2 separate regions of the Gossypium hirsutum genome follow, and region 1 is linked to region 2. Evidence: chromatin contacts called from public Hi-C data. All regions are on one chromosome and are shown on one strand. Each heading gives the region's core, a stretch centred on a gene start, on an enhancer-like site or on the middle of the called end of the contact. The rest is flanking DNA. Distances are from core to core; before and after follow the strand shown.

Evidence for each region. Hi-C and Micro-C count contacts between places; a contact is called where the count stands out from the background.
Region 1: a contact with region 2 is called in a Hi-C map of leaf, with 2.4 times the contacts expected there. The contact joins the promoter of LOC107886879 here to the enhancer-like site in region 2. A contact is called at or near these places in 18 of 34 Hi-C or Micro-C datasets (anther, callus, cotyledon and 5 more).

Annotation. Positions count from the first base shown.
Region 1 is chrA03:107,807,830-107,815,281 of Gossypium_hirsutum_v2.1, forward strand. It overlaps LOC107886879 (transmembrane protein 53), which reads left to right and starts at 3,513. Exons shown (of 5, transcript XM_016810974.2): 1 at 3,513-3,922; 2 at 4,740-5,540; 3 at 5,652-5,757; 4 at 5,838-6,043; 5 at 6,300-6,800. The coding sequence starts at 4,813. The coding sequence ends at 6,567. LOC107886881 (myosin-1) reads left to right here. Exons shown (of 24, transcript XM_016810976.2): 24 at 391-1,303. The coding sequence ends at 1,053. LOC107886880 (putative GEM-like protein 8) reads right to left here. Exons shown (of 3, transcript XM_016810975.2): 1 at 7,398-7,452; 2 at 7,222-7,317; 3 at 6,905-7,131. The coding sequence starts at 7,431. The coding sequence ends at 6,905.
Region 2 is chrA03:107,762,223-107,770,026 of Gossypium_hirsutum_v2.1, forward strand. No RefSeq gene overlaps it. Among protein-coding and RNA genes, the nearest start is that of LOC107886881, 30 kb to the right of the region's middle. Within about 2 kb of position 1,974, at least 3 of the 9 cell types and tissues checked have an H3K27ac peak or open chromatin away from gene starts, as enhancers often do. A contact at or near this core is called in hypocotyl and leaf, where this site is marked.

The sequences.
Region 1 (7,452 bases), core at 2,263-4,762, 47 kb after region 2:
CTTATGGTTTGACGTTTCATGTAATTCTTTATTAATATTTATCAACTAGCATTCCCTTATTAATATATTCAAAGTGATGTTAAATGATCATTTTTATTTTGTAAAATGCTGCTTCTATTATTAGTTCTTTACAGATTTGTTAGCCAGTTGCCCTGCTTGAAAAATATAGGTCCAATCTTGCAAAACCAAAAGAACCATTAAAAAAATATTCTTCCAAACAGTTTGCATATCAAATCTTTCACTCCTATGATCCCCATTTTTGTTTCTGAATTTCTTTTACTTTTATGCAGACTCAGTTTTTAGTTTTCTCTGTTATTCCTATTGCTTAGATATGTATCAAGTTATAATGTTTGTATTTGAGACACTAAATGATTATAAAATTTGATACAGGGGAATGAATCAGATGAGGTGATGGTCAAGGGCTCATTTCTTGCTGAACTACAGCGCCGAGTTCTTAGAGCTGAGGCTGCTCTGAGGGAGAAAGAAGAGGAAAATGACATCCTCCATCAACGGGTCCAACAATACGAAAGCCGCTGGTCTGAATATGAGCTAAAAATGAAGTCCATGGAAGAAGTGTGGCAGAAACAAATGAGGTCTCTACAATCCAGTCTTTCTATCGCAAAGAAGAGCCTAGCAGTTGATGACTCGGAGAGAAATTCCGATGCATCTGTTAATAATGCAAGCGATGACAGAGAGTATAGCTGGGACACAGGAACTAATCACAATGGCCCTGAGAGCAACGGGTTGAGACCAACGAGTGCAGGTTTGAGTGTTATAAGCCGGTTGGCAGAGGAATTTGAGCAGCGGAGTCAAGTTTTTGGTGATGATGCCAAGTTCTTGGTGGAAGTAAAATCAGGTCAGGTTGAAGCAAACCTGAACCCTGATCGCGAACTTAGAAGGTTAAAGCAGATGTTCGAAACTTGGAAGAAGGATTACTCTGTGAGATTGCGAGAAACAAAAGTCGTATTGAATAAACTCGGAAACGAAGAAGGTGCACTTGACAGGGTGAAAAAGAAGTGGTGGGGCAGGAGGAACAGCACAAGGTACACTTAAAAACTATATATATTCACATCTACTACTATTATTCTTTCTAGTTGATCAATAGTTGCTTCCGGTGTTTTGCTATTAGCTGCATATTCTATACGTTGGCAGGAATTAATTCATATAGAAATTGAGAGTATTTTTACAAGCGATTTGGTTACTAAAGAGGCGATCCATTTAAGTGCATACATAAAATTTAAGTATGTATATTATTATTTTTCATCGAAAAGTTGTAATCTTTATGCCTACAAAGTTTGGTCTTTATTTGTTGCTGAAAGCGAATGATGAATTTATTTTTTCAAATATAAATTAAAAAAATAATGATATATAAAACAATTGAGTCATTTTATCAAGTTAAAAAGAAAAGACTGTATAGTTTTTATTTTTATCTTTTATTGTTAATGAGAAGTGTCCGTAAATTGTTTTAAAAGCAGCAGATATATATATATATTTGAAAAATAAATATATTTTTTAATAAAAAATAAATTTTAAAATTATACATTAATTTTGATTTAATGTCTACTTGTATATATGAATTTTAATTTGTTGTAATTATATAGGTGAAATTTTAATTGTGGTTCAAATATATTTGAATTTGAATTTTGATTTAATTATTTAAATAAATACATTAGTTTATTTTTTATATTGAATAAATATAATTATTAATGTATGTATATTATATCAATAATTGTTAATAATTTATAAGAATTGGATTAAATTAAAATTTCATGGATAAAATTATATAAAAATTAAAGTTCATATATATATTTTGTACAATAAATCATAGTTGAAGTATAATTTTGAGATTTATTTTTTAAAAATACAAATGAGTTGTAATTATCCCTATTTAATTGTTTCTTTATTTATAGTTTCACCAATTTAAAATAAATAAAAGAAAAAAAAAGTTCTCTTTTTGAGTAAGAGATATTTTAACCTTAAGTAACAATTAAGACGTAGACATGACCCAAGTAATTGATTAAGAAATGTGATTTTTTTTAAAATTTAATATAAGAGAGATACAAATTTGAAATTTTAAATTTTCACTAGAAACGTATTTACTTTGTCAATAAAAAAGGTAAACAAAAATTCTTATAAACCAATTGAATAAGACTCTAACCGCATTAAAGATATATAAAAATTAGATTTTAAATGATTTATCCTCTTCATTTCGAAATTTACTCTCATATTAAATATCATAATTATTTATCTTAACAAAGTTGTTCGATAATAGTTTCCAATGCATCAATGGTGGTCACTTGATAATTCTCTTATATAAGAGTAACATCAGGGTTGATGGAATGGAGACCTTGATTGCTGAAATAGAAAAATTAACTTCTATAAGTTATTCTAGTGATACCATACATTTAGTGAAGTGGAAATAACTCAAAACCCTTAGAAAAAAAATGTGGACTCCAAATTATATACGTATTGGAATAAAAGAGAGATAGGAAAGGACAAATGTTAACAATGAAAGGGTATGGGCATATGCCATCCATCATCTTTTGGAATATTATTATCCTCCAAACTACATGGATTGTTTAATATTGCACTTCCAATTTTCTTTTTTCTTTCGGATGTACAGGAATTTAATTTATTATTAAAAAATTTGTTTTTATACTTTATATTTTTTATAAATACTTTTAATTAAAAAAGTAATATTAAATATGAATTAAAGCTAAATCAATTTAAAACTCATTAAGAAATTTATTTAAAGTTTCGTCTCATCTTTTAATAAAATGTGTTTTTTTAATGCAAAATATTGTTCAGTTTTCATTTAGACAGAATTTAGGGATAGCCAATGCCGTTTTGAAGGATATACCGTCCAGAATTGTTGAAAGAAATAAAAAAGAAAGAAGAAAGCTGAAAGTTTGTATACTCATAGACGTTTATCAACCGTTGATTTTTTATTTTATTCTTAATTTTTAAATAAATTTAAAAATTTAAGGTTTCTGAGAATTTAAGGTTTCAGAAATTTTTTAAAATAGTAAATTAATTTTTTAAATATTTTAGCTTTAAAATTATTATTATTATAATAATAAAATGGTTCACATTTGTTCGTATAAAAAAATAATTTTGTATCAACAATTCAAAAGAGTAAGTGCGTAAAATTTTGTATTGACATTTCAAAATTCAAAATTTAAGTTCAGGTATTAATGTCTTTTTCTATTAAAATTGTAATGACTTTAAAATTATTATTGCAATATATAATTACTTCATTCGATCTATTTTACTAGGTCATTCTTTTGGATCAAAGAACAATTTTTTTATACGAACTTATAGTGTCACTAAATTACATTAAAAATTTTATCATCACGTTAAATAAATTCGCTTATTCTTTTATTATCGATTATACAAAATAGGGTTGAATTACATTTTATCATATTTTACTGATAACACTTCAAAACCCTACTAGCAACTCTAAACATGTTTAGAGTAATCGACACCTCTCTCTCTTTTATATGAACTCCCTCTATCGCTAAATATAGATATATAAACCTCCTCCTTTTCTGCTTTGGGTTTTTTTTCTGCTTCTTTTTTTATTAGAAAATAATCAATAGCGATATTGTTGCTTACAGAAAACTATTAGCGTGCAATACAGGCAATTCTAAGAGACTAACACAACCCAAAAGATATATATATATACACATACGCTTGTGTATATATATAAGATATAAAGAGGTAGAAAAGAACCAAGGAAAGCAAGAAGAAATATATTTGCAGGCAAGGAGAAGAGAGGCAGGGCGCATTATTTACTGTCACGAAAAAGCGAAACCCACACTTCAGCATTCTTTCTTTTTCATTATCAATCAAACAAAAAGGACAAAAAAAGAGAGACCCAATCCGCTTTTACATTCATCTTCAGTTGAGTTCATTCAGCAAGGTGACTTTTATTTATTTATTAATTTATTAATGGTTCAAAATTCTTTGGTCTTATTATTTTAATGAGATTTCTTGATTCTTCGTTTTTCTGAATTGGGTTTTCGTTTTGCCATCCGCCGTTTGGATTCCATTAACTTCATATTTAATTATTTCAGTGATTTCGTTTCGTTTTATCAAAATTTATTCTCAGGAAAAAAAAAAAAAACACCATTCAAAAATTGACCCGCCATACGGTTTTCGAGTTTCTTGGTTAACCGTGTTATTCCACTAGAGCCGTGATCGAGTTGACTCATTTCCTATCCCTCTACACGGCAGAGTCTTCCTTTCGAGAAACCCCTATCCTATTGGAATTTGGAAATTGGGTCATGGTCTAAACTACCCCCACGGGCTCCTAAATCGTCGGACTCATTGGTCAGCTCTTCATCAATCTTTGTCATGTTCTTTAAGCATGAAGACTTAGACAAGGAAACCGTGTCCTTTATTTGTTTATTAGATACTATTTTAAAAACTGACCAAGCACGCGCTATTTCTTGTTTAATTTTCCCCATTATGTTTTAATCTAATCTATAGTTCATGGTCGGTGGGCGCTGTGTTGTCTATACAACAACTTGCCAGGCTGTCAATATCTATCTTTTGACAACCCCATTTTCGGTTACCTTTCCTTTCATTTAATAAGACCAGTAATTATATAATAAAAGCTTTGACTATAGAACATGTCAACCTTGGCTTGCTTATTGTATTAACACATTCTTGCTTGCTTTTCTCGTGTTTTATTCCATCTGTTGGGTCATAATTTGATCCTCTTATCCTTTTTGCAGGTGACCCTCGTTAAATTGAGACTTTTGCACTGATTTGTAATGTTTATTTGGGATTTGTTCATATTGGTTCAATATGGGATCCATGTCTGGAGTCATTCAACGTCCTTTAATGGCAGCTGCTGCTGTTGCAATGGCGTCTGTTTCTGTTGATTTTCCTGCTAAACTCCCATCTCCTACATCGGATACTGAAACTTCCATGTCCAATTCCTTACCGGAGTCCAATTCATCATTGGTTGCTCTTATATCAGCTTCCAAGCTTGCCAACTTGTCTTTTGTTACTAGGATTCGAGTACCGTTACCTACTTTTAACTTTCCGGTTCCGAATTCAGGCCGGAATTTCGTTCCGAACATGCTATGTTCTTCTATTGCTTCGTCTCCTCTGTTGGTTAATTTATATCAGTCAGCTGAGTTAGCTAAAGGATCTAAGCCAGCTGCATTTCCGGAGAGTGTTCCTGCCACAGTGCCTGATGCTTTGTACAGATGGCATTTGCCTGAGCCGACTGCGTTCGATATTTCTGGGACTTCAGATTGTTCATCGGTGAAGTCTCGTACGGTTGTCGTGTTGTTAGGGTGGTTAGGATCCAAGCAGAAACATCTCCAGAGATATGCAGAGTGGTATACTTCAAGGGGATACCATGTCATTACTTTCACACTTCCGATGGTTGACATTCTCAGTTACCAAGCCGGTGGGAAAGCCGAGCAAAACGTAGACATGCTTGTGAATCACTTGGCTGATTGGTTAGAAGAGGAGCATGGAAAAAACCTGGTTTTCCACACTTTTAGCAATACTGGATGGTTAATGTAAGTTATCTCCACAAGTACATTTGTACATACATGCATGAAGAACAACATTTCTATTGTTTATATTAGTTATCTGAAGTGATTTTTGTGTCGGGTTTCATCTTGTTGCAGGTACGGAGCTATTCTTGAGAAGTTTCAGAAAGAAGATCCTTCTTTAACGGAAAGGATCAAAGGTTGCATTGTGGATTCAGCCCCTGTTGCGGCCCCTGACCCTCAGGTAAATGATGCTTAAAGCATGTGTTTCAGTTCAGTACAAAGGCAATGCTTAATAAATCATTTTCATATTATTATTTTCAGGTCTGGGCTTCGGGTTTCTCTGCCGCTTTTCTGAAGAAACGTAGTTTTGCAACAAAAGGATCTGCGAACTCAAGTGAATCGGATATGGAGGCATCAACTGGCAAAAGTGAAGCCTCAAAACCCAAGCCTGCAGTAACTGAAGCTGCTATGCTACTAGTCCTGGAGAAGTTCTTTGAGGTGGTTTTGAATCTTCCTAGTATTAACAGGTAATAATCCCCTTGAAACCGGTAAATAAGTTCACGATTTTTTACTTCTCTGATCTACTTCCCAATGTTTGAGTCATTGAAAAGCTTACTTTGCAACTAAGAATCATTTGCAGTGCACAACTTTTTGAATATTTTTATGCATGATATATTTCTCTCTTTGCTTTAATGCATTCTCCAATGTGATTTATGATTGCCTCCAGAAGTCATCCCGATGTTCATTAAAATTGACAAAACTTGATATCTTATCATCTTGCAGGAGGCTTTCTGATGTTATGGGTTTGCTGTCATACAAACAACCTACCTGTCCACAGTTATATATTTACAGCTCTGCAGATGGAGTCATCCCTGCGCATTCCGTGGAATCCTTCATAGAGAAGCAAAAGAGATTGGGGCGCGAAGTTCGGGCGTGCAACTTCGTCTCCTCACCACATGTTGATCATTTTAGGAATGACCCAAATCTGTATACGAGTCAGCTCAGCCAGTTTTTGGAGGACTGTGTGCATACTTGTTGCGGACATTCTTAAGTACATTGAAGCACTGCCATAACCAAGTTCTTTTATTTTTTATTTTTAAAAGGAAAATCCTATAGTTTATACACTCACAAAGCCAGTACTCGAATAGAGATCGGTGAAGAACTGATAACATTCAACATGTTTGAAGTTAAAATCTCGAGTTCTGTAATCTCAAACTTGTATTTACATATGGCAAATTCATTCTTAAAGTTATTTCATGGTCGATAAAGAACATAGTTATTTCATTCTTAATGTTTTCACTCTGGTTCACTCCCTTTATTTTCTCAACTGGAACCACAACCTTGTAATGGACTCTCACATATTCTCCATTCGCACAAGGGATTTCGATTTATCTATCACTGCAAAAGGCAACCTTTTCAGATGAGATGAAAAGTAAAACTGCAATAGGGCCTGTTGTTGTTGATAAATAACATTGGCAAGCCTTCAAAAACTTCTCTCCTTCTCTGAAACTAAACAATTGCTTGAAAATCTTCTCCAACCCTCCTACTAGAAAAACCCTTGCCCCTAAACTCAACTTTCCCTTCACTGTTTCACTGATCTTTGGCCCCAATCTCACTGCACTTTCAAAAAAGTAAACTTTAGTTTTCATTTCACTTTAATCTTAAGAGACATTTATATAGCTGATAGCATGAGAGTGTTTCATACCATGCTCTCCGACTACATGACCGAATGTCTCAGCTTTCTTCCCTCGCAAGTTCATCCTTTTAAGTACAAAGTTTCCTTTGCCTGCTATTACATTGCCTGCAATTACAAACAGTTTCCCTTTAGAAAAAGAGAACATCCCATATCTACCATTAGTAAAGATTGAAAGGGAGACCTACTTTTGGTAGACCCTTGTGTATCGGCCAGCGGCATCAGGTAAGTATTGCCTTGATG
Region 2 (7,804 bases), core at 724-3,223:
TGACATGTTTAATTTTTAAAATTTAACTAGACCAGTTTCACTCGATTCGACTCAACTCGAATTCCATTTCACTTGACTTAATTCAAAAAATTTTAAATTGAGTTAGGATGATAAAATAGGACTCGTGAACTCAATTAACTCTAAATTTTTTCACTCGATTCGATTGAACGCTCACCCTATCCGTTTGGTTAAATTCTAATATTAGCCATGTATTTTATGTAAATTTGTAGATTTAATCCAAGTTCTCCAATTTTTTCATTCTTAGTCCTTATTCTTTCTAAGTTTTGAAATTTCAGTCTTAACACAAGTAATAATCATTAAATTAATTAAGTCCTATTATTCTAAAATCTTTTTGACAAACACATATCAATACTTAACTAATTTAACAATTACAATTTAATCAAGATTGAAATTCAAAATTTTAAAAATATAAGGCTAAAAATATCAAATTAATAGGAACTAATAACAGAATTTAACCAAAAAAAAAGTGACATGGTGAGAAGCCCACTTGCTGATCTGAATGCCCAGAGCTTTGGGCTTAACACTTTGGGTAAGTAATGTAAAGCTTTTAAAAGAGTAGCACTTCATTTTATTCACATATGAAAAACTGAATTGGTTTGATTTATAAAACGAAATATTACACGTTTAATATATACTAAAAAAGAAAGTGAATATTTGGTATTTATTTTATTCCAAAAATATTTTTAAAAATTTTATATTTTTTTAAATTTTTTTTATATAAAACACTTATCAACCCTTAATTTTATTTATGGAGTTTAAAAAGTACACCACCATTAGTGTACTAAATAATTTTCCTAATAGAAATTTGTACAATACATATATGCTAGAAGTTTTATCACATGTGTATGCATGTGGAAATTACATATTTAAAAAAATTTGTGTTTAAAATAACATACAATAAATAATGAAATGTATAGTTGAAACTAATAAAGTGTGCATAATAAAATTAAATGTATAAATAAATCAAAATAAAGCCTTGATTGAGTGATAAATTTAAGGTTTTCCTAATGTAATTACTATGAGTTTAAGTCTCACTATATGTATATTTTTATTTTTTAAAATTAAAATATTAAAATACCCTTGAATAATATAACTTATTTTAAATATGGAGTGATATTTTAATAATTTTTATAATCTAGTTGGTGTCCAATAGACTCATGACACTAACTCAATTAGGGATTTTATTAATAGTAAGTAATTACAGATGTACAATTGGTGAAAGATAATAAAGTGTGCATAATAAAATTAAATCTTAGTTAGGTGGTAAATTTAAAGTTTTACCAATGTAATTGGTGTGAGCTCAAATCCAACCATATGAATATTTTTTATTATTTTTAAATTAAAAAGACTAAAATACCCTTAAATAATATGACTTATTTTAAATATAAAAAGACATTTTTTGTAATTTTCTTAACCAAGTTGGTGCTTGGTTGTCTCGTAATACCAACTCAATCAAGGATTTTTTTAATTAGTATAGATATATCATATTTGTTGATTGAGCCTTAGCTCAGTTGGTGTTATTGCTATTGCAGAACTGGAAGGACATGAGGTCGAACACACTCAAACACGTTTTTCATTTATTTAAGAGTTGGAAAGGAATTATGTGTATGGGTTGATGAAGAATATGATGAACACTAACAGGGAGTCAAAAAGGTCAAAATTAATGACATGTCATGCGCACAATCATTCTTTAACATTGGATGATGAAAACAATAAATTATTGTAATGACAGTGATCAAATTATAAATTTATTTTATTTGAATGATTAAAATAAAAACACCCAAAAAATATCAAAAAACTAGAAATTATTACCAAATTGAACCCAAGGCAATAAAAAGGACCATGACAAATAAGCCTGACCCATAACCTTTAATCTAACCCAGTGGGGACCCTTCACTCAACTTTCTGCCATCTTCTCATATGTATACATGCATGAATTAGGTCCCCATATCTATATAATATAGTTTCTTATTCTTAATTCCTTATAGATTAGGTGCCATGTTTTAAAAAGGATACTAGGTGACTGACCACTGACCATCAAGCAAGCAAGCATCACAAAAGCAAAAAATTGCTCAAATGGAAGGCAATTTTGGGCAGTCATTTTCTGATATACCAAATGGGCTGGCTCTTTGGGTTTTTGTCAAGTCAAAAACCCCTTTAATAATTGAGCTACTTTGTCTACAAACCTACTTTCTTTTTTATTATTATTATTCTGTAATTGGAAGTTGGAAACACATGGGACAATGCATGATAGGCATTTCCTTCCTTAGATTTTTCCCCGACTCCTCCCAAAAAAAGCTTGAGAATATATACATGTATGAGCTTGCTTCAATTGCAATAATTTGTTGCCTTAATCCAATCACTACTTAAACCTTGCACCTAATGCCTAGTTGTCATCATCAACAATTGGATTTTTTTTTTCTAGAGGACATAGAAAAAATACCACAAATACAAAAGGAAAAGCATTCAAATCTATTTTATTATTTGAAAATTACTCACTTATTCTTCTATGAAAAATCAACAAACTTCTAAGATTTATTTATTAAGGTTGTGTTTGGATACTAAAGAGTAATTCGAGAAAAGCATTTAGTTAAAAAATTGTAATTACATAATAATTCTCTGTGTCATATTTGGTGATACAAATTATAATTCTTTAGTTACATAATTTAACATTTTTTTTAAATATTAACTATTATAAAAATTATCAATAATACTTTAAAAAAATTCTAAAAAAGTAACAAAAAACAAATCAGTATATATAAAATGTCAATTCAGATGATTACTAATAAAAATAATAAGAAAAATAAACATCATATCTAATTTTATTTAATTGCTCTCCCTCTATAACATTTAACATATAGCCATTATCATCATATTTTGGTTCTTGACCAATTTGTTCATCCTATGAATCATAATATGAATATATATCATTCAAATTATTAGGATCTTCTTCTTCAATTTACTCTTTAAAATATTGATCATTCCAATTCCACCTACGAATAAAGTTACAAAGTAAGCAACATACCAGCATCATTTAACGTTGGTTTTTAGATTATATTGAGGTGTAATGTTAATATGGGAACTTTTTTTTGAATAAAAATATCTTATCAACCATATTTCGTAACTTTGAATACCATAATTTAAAGAGTTCGCAATTTGCCTTTAATTTTTGTATTTGGCTACATTCTCTCAAATGATATTGTATCCCACGATGTGGTACAAGAAAATTTTTTGAATTGCATAACTAGCATCACTACATAATATTTTCATACAAAAATAGTATGTAACAATTTGAATAATTTACAAGAAAAATAAAATTAAATAACAACAAGGTGATGATGATAATATTAATGGATTACTAGATCCAATTTTTAATCTATTTCGAGATCTCTCCCAAACCATATTTTTTTATAGCACTCTAGAAATTGAGATGCAAACCAACTAATTTGAAATTAACTTATATTAGGGTCCAACAGCAACTCAATTTTATAACTATTTTGATAATATTTTGATTACTATTATTCCACACAAATTAAATCACAATTAATATAAATTTTATAAATATTGGTTTATAAAGTGCTAGATAGTTTTTATAACACTTATTTTAAGATGTTGAAATACATGCCAAACAATAATATAGAATTTATAATATGATTTTTATAAACCTAATTTGTTATTAAGTCAAAATTTGCTTGGAATGCTTGGACTTGATATGTCCAATAACAAAGCATTTTTATCTAATAATAAATATATAATTATATTTTAAATAAATAATTTATATATCCTAGAATTAAAATATTTTATTATTTTTGTATAAAAAATAACTTTTATAAACTTGAATAAAAATAATTTATTAAACTTAAATCATTTATATATGTTTGAAAAGTCATAGGACAATTGGTAATTGCTTGTAATTACCCGTGTAATTACCTCAATTTTCAACCTCTTTCCTAAGAATTGGAAAGTAAATTTGGGTGCTCCAATTACATTCAATTCAAGGGAGGACCCATCAATTACAATGGCTACTCGAACATGTTACACCTTAATAATTACAAACAATCACATCCAAATTTAATTATTGGGATACTTTCTAAACACTACCTAAATCAATATTAAATAAAATGAAAACTTTACCATTTATAAATTACTTATTATTTTATTTATTTTTGTTATCATCGATCTTTATATTCAATATTTTTAATTAAAATTAATAAAACTCGAATTAGTTATAAAATATTTTAATTATTATAAATTACATTTTATTCTAATATAATCATACTAGATTATGACACACCCACGATGTGGGTGAAAAAATTATGTAATAAATTTATAAAAAATTGACATGAAAATTAAACATGACTTTAGTTAAAATAGTAAAGTTGAGGGAGTGAATGTCATTGTGCTTTGGGTTCAAATATCATCATATGTATGTATTTTTTTTTTAGATTTTATATAAAAGTAGAAACAAAAAACAAAAATACCTTTAAAATAATATTTGATGCTTTGTAAAAATAATATGTTTATGGTAATTTTACAACTAAGTTGGGACCCCATTGGTCGGTCACTTACTATATTGCTGTTATATAATACTTCACAAACCTAAAATTCGGTCCACCCGGGTGATTTGAATCTCGACCCAATTGAGGAAGGGATGTCATCTAGCTCGCCACTCCGCTTGCTCGCCACCCCGCTTGCTCGCCACCTTCCCTAACTCATTTGTTCTCTAGCTAGCTAATTCGTAGTTCGCCACCTCCCCGTTCTTCAACTAGTCTATTCGCCACTCTCTAGCTCCACCTCTCAGCTTATTGCCCCAGCTCGCCTACTCGTGAGGAGGCCCCTTCAAAGATACCTCTAAGGTTATGTGTCAAAACTAGAGAGGTAACGTGTCGTTGTGCATGTTACCTACACTACACCAGAACAGACTTTTAGCGGCGCTTTTAGCGGCGATTGGACAACAAACGCCGCTAAAAATTAAGCATTAGCGGCGATTTAAAAAAAACGCCGCTAAATATCAGTATTACCGGCGCTTTTACAAAAACGCCGCTAATAATGAGCATTAGCGGTGTTTCTTAAAAAGCGCCGCTAAAAACCTAAACCAAACGACGTCGTTTTTCTTAGTTTTCGAGGCTTTGGTGGCGTTTTTTGAGAAGTGCAAGTAATTCTCAGGGCTTTAGCAGCGTTTCTTAAAAAGCGCCGCAAAAGACCTAAGCCCAACGACATCATTTTCTTAGTTTTCGAGGCTTTGGTGGCGTTTTCGGGAAAGCGCCGCTAATGCTCAATGTTTTAGCGGCATTTTTTAAAAATCGCCACAAAAAACCGAAGCCCAACGACATCGTTTTTCTTAGTTTGGGAGGCTTTAGTGGCGTTTTTGTAAAAGCGCCGCAAAAAGCCTAAGCCCAACGACATCGTTTTCTTAGTTTTCGAGTCTTTGGTTGGGGATTTTGCGGCGTTTTTTAAGAAGCGCCGCTAATGCTCTAGTTTTTAAGAAAATATTAATTAAAATATTTTAAATTATTTAGTAAAAAATAATGACACGTACAAGAAATTTTGAAAGTAAAAATAAATAAAAATATTTATTAAAAACGGGAAAAATGAAGAGATTGTTGTTTAAAATAATTTTAAATTAAGTTTATTGGGTACAGGAATGGTTATTTTTAATTTATATATTAAATAGTTTCTTATATAATCGTAAAAGAGATAGTATTATTTTTAAAATATTGAATTAATTATCATTATAGTTTAGGGTTTATGGTTTAAGGTATAAGATTTAGGGGTTAGGGATTATGTAGGTTTTATGGTTTAAGTGTTTAGGGTCGGAGTTTAGGGTTTAATTAAGGTTTATGCAAATTATGGGTTTAGTGATTATGGTTTACAGTTTAGGGTTTATGAGTTGGGGTTTAAGGTTTACGGGTTGGGGTTGGGGTTTAAGGTTTACGGGTTAGGGTTCAGGGTCTAGGCTAGGTTTAGGGATTATGATTTGGGTTTAGGGTTTAAGGGATTTAAGGGTTATGTGTTTAGGGTTTAGATTGATTAGTGTTATCTAATCAAGCTTTTTTGACCCTTACTTGTAGGGTTCTTAGAATGTCATATGTTCGTGGACGTGTTTGAAACAAGTTTTAGACACGAGTACTTGAAGTAATTAAAATTAAGAGTCAAATGAATAGAATTATATTAAATTAATTTCTATTAACCAATCATGAACTTTTTTCGGATTGTTTTGATCCTTCTAATTTGTTCGATTCTATCGTAACATTATCAGGTCTGTCTTCTTTAATACAAAAAACTACGTATTCTTCATCAAGGGAAACATATATATCCAGCTCCAGTTTTCATATTATTAAAAATTATTTTCATACACAATTATAAAATTTTACAAATTAAATATATAGCGTTGACCAGAATAAATTTAATTGAAAGGAATTTACGAAATAATTAAAACTTTGAAATATAGAAACAAATTTAATTTAAAGGAATTTTGTTTCAATAAAAACGGCAGTGTTCTATAGGATATATTAGTGGCGTTTTGGGTAAAACACCGCAAAATGTGATTTTGTTTCAATAAAAACGTTGTCGTTCTGTAAGATTTCTTACTGGCGTTTTTGGTAAAACGCCGGAAAAGATCATCCTTTAGCGGCGCTATGTCAAAAACGCCGCAAAATGTGATTCTGTTTTAATAAAACGCTGCCGTGGTGTAGGATTTATTAGTGGCGTTTTTTGTAAAACGCCGAAAACGTCAGCCTTTAGCGGCGCTGCGTTGGAAACGCCACAAAATTTCAATGGGTTATAATAAAAACGTTGCCGTTTTGTTGGATTTTGTGTTGACCGAAACGAAATCGTTTTTATGTTTTTAGTGGCGTTTTTGTTAAAACGCCGGAAAAGATCTTGCTTTAGCGGCGCTTATCTTAAAACGCCGCAAGAATGTTATTTTGTGTTTACCAAAACGTGACCGTTTTTTTATGTATTTAGTGGCGTTTTTATTAAAACGCCGCAAAAATGTTATTTTGTGTTTACCAAAACGTGACCGTTTTTTATGTATTTAGTGGCGTTTTTGTTAAAACGCCGCAAAAGATGTTACTTTAGCGGCGCTTCTTTTAAAATGCCACAAAAATGTTATTATGTGTTTACCAAAACGTGACCGTTTTTTTATGTATTTAGTGGCGTTTTTGTTAAAATGCCGCAAAATATGTTACTTTAGCGGCGCTTATCTTAAAACGCCGCAAAAATGTTATTTTGTGTTTACCAAAACGTGACCGTTTTTTATGTATTTAGTGGCGTTTTTGTTAAAACGCCGCAGGTGTTTATTTCTTGTAGCCGAAACGTCGTCGTTCCCTCAAAGGTTTGTTTATTTTACCGAAAACTTCGTCGTTTCTCCGTTTTCCCCCTTATTCTGATTTTCATTTCCCCCTTTCTCCCCAGCAAAGGGTCGATCGATCGTCATTCATTCCCCAGCAGCAAAAACATCCCCCAACGTTTTAGAGTTTGAGAAAATTCCTCCCGGAATCCCGAATTTCATCCCGAAATCAATAGAAATCAGTAGCCCCACTACTTTCCCGAAATCAACAGCCTTGGAATCGCCATTTTTGAGGTTTGTTCTCTTGCCCACCCGACTTCTAGGGTTTCCATGAATTAAAAATTTGTTTTTTTCATTGAGTTTGATTCGGGGTTTGCAGTGTTTTAAATTGTTATGTATAGTATGAAGTTAGGGGAAAGTTGAGGATCCAGCATTGATTGGTACTGAATCCGGTGGATTCTTTTTTAGAAATCGCTTGTAATCGCACTGTCC